Linked DNA regions of Siniperca chuatsi: region 2 is linked to region 1. A link is a contact called in public Hi-C data. All regions are on one chromosome and are shown on one strand. Each heading gives the region's core, a stretch centred on a gene start, on an enhancer-like site or on the middle of the called end of the contact. The rest is flanking DNA. Distances are from core to core; before and after follow the strand shown. Region 1 holds the start of rubcn (run domain Beclin-1-interacting and cysteine-rich domain-containing protein). Region 2 overlaps rnf13 (E3 ubiquitin-protein ligase RNF13).

Region 1 (4,606 bases), core at 2,081-4,580:
TTGTGTTGTATAACATGAACAAAAGAGACTTCAGAAAACTGTGACACTACTTAATGGACTTTGTATGACATGAATTCATCCTTTAGGCTAAATGAAGGCTTTTCTGAGTGTATTCTACACCACACGTCTTTCTTTGTTAGATATGCTACTTGTTACATGTCTGCTAAACCTTCTGAATGCAGTTTTGACTTTCTTGCTGCATGGGACAAAACCACATCATCAATTTTCTGACTCCTCCATGATGGAATAACTTAAAAGAGCAAACTACAGAAGCTCCAACTGGCACATTGTTGCAAACTACAAAACTGGATCAGCTGACCTTTGTGCCACCGTGACAACTCTTCCTATTCAGCTACTTGCCACTCATCATGTGTGTTCATGCAGGTTACAGCTCTGAGTCACAGCAGCTTATCCAGAGTTGTGGTAAGAGCGGGGTGTATTCTCCACGTCACTGTGAGCAAATACAGGTTAGTAAATGCAAGACCATGAATGAAAGCTAGAATTAAGCTTCCTCTGACTGTAACTTGATTGTCAACTTGTCCTGACATGTCCTGACGTATGAAATATGTGTCAAGAGTCACGTATTAAAAACATGCCAGGAGTCAGGACATTTCACATGTCACGTTCACCAGAATATACTGTGTATATTAGGAAGTGGTGGAAAGTAGATTTATTCAAGCGCTGTATTTAAATATAATCTTGACGTACTTGTACAAAGCAAAACACCCAAAGACCAAAATCAAAATGCTATTTACATAACATGACATTAACATAACATTAATAACAATGATCAAATAATTACATTATAAAATAACACTCTGAAATGGGTCATGATCAGTACTTTTTGACAACAATAATTCTATACTTTTACTTGAGTAAAATTTTGAACGCAGGACTTTTACTTGTAAGTATTTTTACATTGTTATATTACTACGTTTACTCAATTAAAGGATCTGAGTACTTCTTCCACCTCTGGTATTATGAGACTGGAATTAGCAGAACCATCTAGATAAAGACATTAAAACGTTGCTGTAAGGATTTCTTTATGTATTGGTATCACCTTTTAGAAAGCCATCACTTTTCTGGCATAGAAGTGGCCTGAAATATTGCTTGCAAGCTTAATTTTAACATTTCTTTTCAGAGAAATGTACAGCTACACTCACAGGTGCCACAGTATTTTAACATATTTAGTAATAGTAATAGTATCACTAGTAATAATTGTCCAGTTCTCTTGTTTCAACACCACCTAACACTTCCAAAGAAGCTAAAGTGTCATATAATGTCACAGCACAGGGGAAGGAAGTTTTATGTAATCCCAGCAGTGATTTATGCTTTCCCGGAACTGCTCTCTTGTGTATGTGTGTGCGTGTGTGTATGTGTGCTATGCAAGTACAATTACTCACCATTCAGTCATCCGCAACCACGCCTAGCAATTATTGGGGATGAGATTTACTGTTACAGAGCGTAACACTGTGCACCCTCCTGACTCACCACTGCCATCAAGTGATACAACTTCTTGTAAACTACATGTACATGTACATGGAATTCACAGACAAGACTTTGGTGCCATCATGTGGGTATGATGTGAAAGTGGTCGCTAAGGTGGGGGGAACAGCCTGGGGTTCTTCATGGCATCCCCAGGTTAAATACATTATAGCAGAATTTTTAATTCACTAGAAATGAACATTTTATATTAATTTTCTCAGAAGGATGTCTCTGGGACATAATTATATCAAAAACAGAGGATTACATTTAGGTATTTCAGTACCATGGCTCTGGTATTGTGCACAATGGCTCACTGGCTCCTGAATGTAACATAGACATCATTAATAGTATTAGTTACATTTGTGCTTTACCTGCCATTGACAAGTTCTCCATGAGAAAAACAAACAAACAAACTATAAATTATAGACAAATTGCCTTAACATCGCACATATGTAAACTGATGGAAGGAATGGTAAATGAAAGACTAATGTATTATTTAGAGAAACAGGATATAATTACAGAGTGGATTTAGGAAAGGGAGGGGTACTTTGGATCCAGAGGACGAAGTAAGGAAATCAGAATCAGAAATACTTTATTATTGATCCCTGAGGGGAAACTCAGCACTGCAGTGTTCTTTGATGTAGAAATAAAATCGTATGATATGCTATGGAAGGAGGGGCTTCTGATTAAGTTACATTTAGTAGAAATTGGAGGAAAAGATTTTAATTGGATAATGGACTTTTTGAACAAGTGAACTATCCAGGTAAAAGTAGGATCTAAAATTTCCAACAAGTATGAGGTAGAAAATGGGAGACCTCAGGGGAGTGTGATACATTTCTGAAAATGTATCATTAGATATGGGAAGATGGATATTTGCAGATGAAGGGGCTTTGTGGAAAAGAGAGGGAAATTTGGGTCATGTAATAAAAAAAGAATTGCAAAAAGGAATATATTAAGTTGAAAATGTTGGAGAAGAAATGGGGATTGAAGTTTTCAGCTGAAAAAACAAAAGTAATGTTCTTCACAAGAAAGAAGATTAGAGAAAATACTCATTTGAAACTATATGGAAATAATTTTAGTTAGGTTAGATTATGGGATTGTAGTTTATGGATCTGTATAAAAATCTGTACTTGGAGGATTAGATGTGACCCAGTCCTGGGCTCTTAGATTATGTATAGGAGCCGTACGCACGTCACAGAACGTGTGCCCTACAAGTTGAGACAGGAGAAATGCCACTGTGCTTCAGCAGAAAACAGCTCCTAGTCAACTACTGGATGAATTAGAGAGGTCATGGAAAAGGTCACCCAACCAAAGAAGTGCTACAGGCCAGCTGGGGAAAGGGAGAGAATACCAAAATGTGGCTGGTCAGGAGATGCAGAGACTTGGAAGTATATGAAATTGAGTTTTGTCCAGCTGTGATATGGTCTATAATCCCTGTGTGGTTACTAGAAACTCTGTTGGTAGATTTGGAATTACTTCAAATTAAGGCAGGAGTGAGTGAGTTTTATAGTTATAAGGAATGTATTAAACAAAATATGTGTGTGTATACTGTTGAGTTGTGTATATATATATATATATATATATATATATATATATATATATATATATATATATATATATATATATATATATATATATATATATATATATATATATATATATATATATATATATATATATATCAGAGAGAAAGGACATGATGGAAGAAATGAAAAGGTTAGGGCTAACAAGCGCAGGATTAAAGAGCACACTGGAGTATGGTGGAAGTGTAGGAGTTAACTAACTCCAGAAGATGGCAGTAATGCAGAACTAAGGATGCCAGCTTCCGTTAACCCTCAAAGAAGAAGAAGAAGAAATAACACCACCACCGCCATCTCCGCCACCGCCCACTTGCTGATGAGAGAAGGAGATCATGCGGCCTCCACTGTTTTGATTCACAGCTCGGACAGGCAGGGCAGAGATGGCGGAAGACTGGAAGTCCGGGTAACTATTTCAACCTGCCCTACTAGTACTGGGGTAAATCTTCGTTGTACTAAATAAGACAGAGGGAGTTATCGGGAAAGCTGGCAGCTTTGTACGGTACTCGATTCCGCCCGGATGACATGGAGATATCGGCGGAGGGAGAGGCGGAGGAGCGCAGGTGAGTGACATCCTGGGCTGGTTACCCGTCTCGGCTAGCTGTGCAAAGAGTGACTGTGGTTATATAACTTAAACAACAAGATTTCAAACTGTATCACTGAGAACCCACTCGCTAGTTAAACAAAGACGACCAGTAATGCTTTTTGGAGCGGCAATTCACTTAAACTGAGCCTTTGTAATAAAGTTAGGTAGCTAGCTAGCTAGAACACTGGAGTGCTAGCGGCAAAATTAGGCTAGGCTAACCTGACATGTCAAGGTTTGACAACTTGGAGCAAACAGCATTAGCTAAGAACATTAGCTGCGAGGCTTGTCAACCTGTCTAATAAAGGTCAACGGACTGAAAGTTTGGTTGCATTAAAGCAATTCGTATATTTGTTACATAACCGCTAGGGTATGTATTAGATAACGTTAAGAGTGCTAACTGTTAGCCATTTCATAGCTAGGTTGTGCTAACAGCTAACGCTAGCTGTAAAATCAAGTTGACGTCTGCGAGGTGTCGCTGGTTGTGTTGTGCAGGATATTCACATATTATTAATGGGAACTAAAAATCCACAATTGGGTTTAAAATAGCAATAGCAATTTAGCAAGCTAAAGTGCTTGTTTTTTTATACAGGCTGCCAATGGACATCCAAAATTCATACATTATTAGCATTAGTTGACAACAGGATTACTGGAAGAATTTGTTCACAAATTTTCTACCGAGTTAGTAACAAGAGTCGCTAAAATGACCTTTCAGTCTGAACAGCGCACATACAGTATACTCATTGATATAATATCAGTAGAGTGAATATTGTATCAGTAATGAAGACATTTCTGCCTTGTTAGGACATCATAGGTACACGGATGATGAGGGAAGTTGGACCCGGCCATGTACACTAATTGACAGATGGCACCAGGATACACCATGATAACTTTGAGATCCTCTTTGCGTGTTTAAGGTTTGAAGGCTTGAGGCTTCTCTTGTAGAACACACACAGGCACT
Region 2 (4,552 bases), core at 789-3,288, 110 kb before region 1:
TCAGTATTAAATTGAGACTGTTTCATAACCAGTTAAAAACTCCTTGTAGCTGCTTTAATTGTTAATATCAACAATATTCACTTCTAAATCAACCCCCCAATATATGGTGAAGGGAATCTATCACTGAATTAGACACTCAGAACATTAATATCAGGTCAGGTTGCAGTCAACCTTTTAATATACACTTCTGGGAACACCATGAGAGCCAAAAGAAAAAAGCAATCTGTAGACTTGTAAACTATTAGTAAACTAACAATTTTTAGACTTTATCTCAAAATGTTTACTTGGTAAAAATGGCTGAAGTTGATCAGGTATTGCCATGCCATGACCAATCTGTTTCTTTGTCACTGTCATTATATAATTAAGTATTTTCGCTATCAGTTACATTCATTCAGTCATAGGGGGTCGTCGACTCAGTTTTAAGTGACACAGAAATGTATGGCCTCATGAGAAATTAAAGGAAAAATCTGAATAAAAGGATGGAGAACCATATCAAATGCTTCCGTGCACAGGGCTCACTGAACTGTTTGGTGAGTATGAAAATGATGTGAATAAAATGCTATGGCCATTACAGTGACCAGATCTCAACCCAGTTAAATGTCATGTTTCTCACCACAGTCTTTCCCCTTCTCTCTGTCACTCGCCACTATTTAATTGCGCAAATGTGTCACGACTGATCATATGTGAACTAAACTACTTCAGCATCACATGCTTGATGAATAATTTGTCCTCATTTGGTGTTTTCCTAAACTTTGACACCTTGGCTCAAGACTAATGCAATAACGGGGAATTCAGTTTGGTATCGTTACAACACAGGCATTCTCTGGGAGCTGGTTTATAGGTTTATAGTCTTTTTCCTCCACTGTGTCTTTATTTCCCAAGTACAATGCATGCACAGGAATTTGTCCTAGTGATGTTGGGTTTAGATCATACTCACGGGTTACATAGGGGCATAAATTCATCCTGGCACATGCGGACAACAGAACCTCATATTCAGAGTAAAGGTAACACAAGATGAAAAAAAATATTAATATTAATATTGTTACACAAAAAAGCCCTATGTCACCCAGCTTGAAGTTTGACAGAGCAGTGGGATTATATAATCAGTTTATGGTGGTATTAGATGAGTCTTTTGGTGTTTTAAAGTGATATCCGTGCGCAGACAGCATTTTATCTACGTCTCCTTTCAGTCTACATTTTCAGGATTTCCACTCCTTCCACAGTCATTTCCTGTTTTTCACCGTGCTGTCCTCTGCATTCTGCAGTTCTGGCACGTGTTTCTTTAGATGTTTTTTTCTACCCAACAGAGGGCGCTCTTGCCACTGGTTTCAAAGTCAAGAGGAGGAATGTAAGGCAGTAGCACAGTGACGTCATTTAGCAGCAAGGCAGAGCTGCACTGGAGGAGGCAGCCAGAGGTGACGGTGGTGTTGGGCGGTGGGTGATTCCTCACATGTTCCTCCTCCCCAATGTGAGATTTCACAGATGATCCCTGAATTTGACCTTTCATGCGTCAAATCTTATTAATGTTTTACTACCACCAGGCAGTGCATTCAGTCAGCGACTTTGTCTCTTCTGTTGTGCGGTATGGTTCGGCTTGTTAGTAAATGCAATGTGTCACTGTGGTCATTTTCCATATGTGGCTCAGCTGCTGTTTTGGAGTCATGTTAGTGTGGCAGCCAGCAAGATGCACTCACAGTGTGTGTGTGTGAGAGAGAGAGAGAAAGTGCTGACTCTCCTTTATATATGGGCTGGGTTTTTTTAAAGCATTGGCTTTAGGAGAGAGAGAGGGAGCTGAAAGTGGCGGCAGAGTCCCACAGCAGTCCACACTTCCTGCCTACCACCCTGCCTCTGACACACACACACACACACACACACACACACACACACAGTGGTGTATGTATAAGAGCAGCAGAGGTTTAGAAATGTATCTCACATCAGGTCCCTCACTCCTCATCTCTTGGGTGTTTTCCTTTCATCATCTCTTCTCCATTTATCTGCTCTGGTTCTTTGCTCCTTCTCTTTTCTCACCATCTGTCTGCCTCTTTTTGTCTTCACCTTTCTATTTTGGTCTTTCTCCATCTGTTTTTTCTGGTTTTCCTCTTTTGTCTGCATTTCAGTGGGTCTCTGATGCCCTTTGCTTCCATATTTGTATCTTTTGCTGTTTTCGCCTTTGTTCTCCGTCCCTTTATCACTCTGTCAGCCTCTCTGTCTAACTCTCTCTCTCTTCTCACTATCTCCCTCTCATCAGTCACTTCAAAAGCTGTTGTTGGAAATGGGACTAAGGCAGGAAGCAGCAGAGAGAGAAAGAGAGATGGGAAATACAAGGGCCAGAGTTTTTCAGGGCAAACTGAGACCCTGACCAACTGAAAACACCAGCATGCACAGGGACTCTCTCTCTCTCTCTCTCTCTCTCACACACACACACACACACACACACACACACACTTCATTTTTATGCATCAGTAATATTCTTCATTCCAGTGGAAAGTTCTGTATTCATTATGCATGCATTACCATGTTAAATTTATGTTTGATTTGCCAGTATTACATCTGGGGCTGCAGCACAACTGCCACTCGGCATCTTGTTTTTTTTGTTGTGTTTTTTTCTTGTTAGTTTTTCATCTGTGGTTGTGATGGATGTTGTTAATCTGAGAGCAGCAGGGGGGTTGAACAAAGAAGGCGCTGCTCAGACTTTGGGTCAGGGAGCTGAAACTGGGATGTAACTGTGTCTAGCCACTATAACAGTATGCAGGCTCACTAAGCAGGTCATAAAAATCTGACAAAACAGTGTGATCATATCTTGGAAAGGACTGCGATCTACTCTGAAAAGGTTTTTAGAAACGCAGAAAGAATCTTGATCTTCAGCGCGGATGACTTGTCATGTAGCTATGAAGCTGTTGTGATGTATTGTGATTTTAAAAAATGATTTTCAGCTAGTGACTTGCCTACAGTCCATCAACTATCAACATAAATCAAAATGAACACTGACAAAACTAGCAAATCCTGTTATATGTTATCCTGATATGACCAGTGGTACCTCAGAGGTGTGATAAAGTAAGCTAATGACCCTTAATGTCACTTTGAATCAGCACACATTAATTCCTGTTAAAGTGCCCTTCAGCAAAACAGTTAACCCCTAACTGCTCCAGTGTAGCTTTTTATTTATTGATATTTGAGGACACAAGCTCTGATGCATGGATGAATGAAACTGAATAAATGTGAAACAAGGTCATTACTTTGTCAGCAATATAGTAGTTACTCATTATTACGTTTTCTTTTTATCTGTTTTTGGTCTGAAAAACACAACAGTTTGAATACAGAGGATCATTTTTGTAAAAGGGTTTTCAGTTTGTCAACCAAAGTCTGCTCTTTATACAAGTTGCATAATAAAGTTCAATTGTGTTGTATGATTTCTTTTTAGTGCTAGATAGTGCTTTCTATAAATAATAGATATCTTATTTTGGAAAAAGATTCCTCATTTGACTCCTCATTTTCTGTTTGACTTCCAAGAAATGACATTTGGTTCAACTTCGATGTAAGTCACTCATGTATTTCTCTCACCATGATGATGTCATCCCCTCAGGGCTTCCTGATTGGGGCGCGACCAGAAAATGCGTGCCAGCCCATCGAGCCCCCTCCGAGGGACAACTTGACGGGCGCCTTCATCGTCCTCATCAAGCGCTTCGACTGCAACTTTGACATCAAGGTAGTGTTTACATTGGTTGGTGTGTGTGTGTGTAGTTATTGTCAGAGATGGAAATCCTACATGACTAAACCACACCCCACCTATTAATCAACCCCAACCATCTCTAGTTTTAAACTAAACATAATTATTTTAACTTTATATCTAAGCATAACATAACCATTTTATTCTGATAGCTAAACAGGGAAACTGACAGTCTGACCAAAACTATGTGCTGCATCGTTGGTACAGTGAATTATGACCCTATTAATTTCACTTGTATTTCACTAACAGGCTTCCACTGCTTCTTTAGTGAAACTCTATTTTTTTGGGAAACTGTGAATGCCGTTTTAGTGCTTAGCAATACCTAGAAGTAATTGAAAACATCATTTATTTCAGCAGCTCTTAATTTATAAGGGCAAGCTGCCAAAACTATAACAGTGTGTGCGAGGTACTGTACACTGATGTATGTTGCCTCACGCTGAGTTTATATCGGTAGGTGGTGTTTCAGAGTTAGTTTCACTGACGCTCTTAGATCAGCTGGTTGGGACAGGAAAACAGGAAGCGGCCATTTCCCTAAACACAATTTCCTGCACAAGCATCTATCCCTTTTTTTTCTTCTTCTCCCCCTGCTGCAGTTTTGTGTGTAATGCTGGATTTGCGGAGTTGAAAAGTTGTGTTTGCCTCATAAGTCAGTGAAGCAGCTGAAAGATGGAGAGAGCTGATCTCCATTCGTCAAGTGAGGCATCAGGCCATGTGCAGCGCAGAGAGGGTGGTGTGTGTTGGGAGTGTCACCTAGTTCAACAGGAGAAATGGAAAAGAGTAAAAAATAATGGTGTCTCTATAACTGACCTGCCAATAGAAAAGCAG

The links. Hi-C and Micro-C count contacts between places; a contact is called where the count stands out from the background.
Region 2: a Hi-C map of liver shows a contact between it and region 1, with 3 times the contacts expected there. The contact joins the enhancer-like site here to the promoter of rubcn in region 1. A contact is called at or near these places in 2 of 3 Hi-C or Micro-C datasets (liver and skeletal muscle).

Annotation. Positions count from the first base shown.
Region 1 is chrLG6:13,759,562-13,764,167 of ASM2008510v1, reverse strand. It overlaps rubcn (run domain Beclin-1-interacting and cysteine-rich domain-containing protein), which reads left to right and starts at 3,330. Exons shown (of 23, transcript XM_044201068.1): 1 at 3,330-3,625; 2 at 4,450-4,562.
Region 2 is chrLG6:13,870,972-13,875,523 of ASM2008510v1, reverse strand. It overlaps rnf13 (E3 ubiquitin-protein ligase RNF13), which reads left to right. Exons shown (of 10, transcript XM_044201072.1): 4 at 3,584-3,706. Among protein-coding and RNA genes, the nearest start is that of rnf13, 17 kb to the left of the region's middle. Within about 2 kb of position 2,038, the one cell type or tissue checked has an H3K27ac peak away from gene starts, as active enhancers do. A contact at or near this core is called in liver, where this site is marked.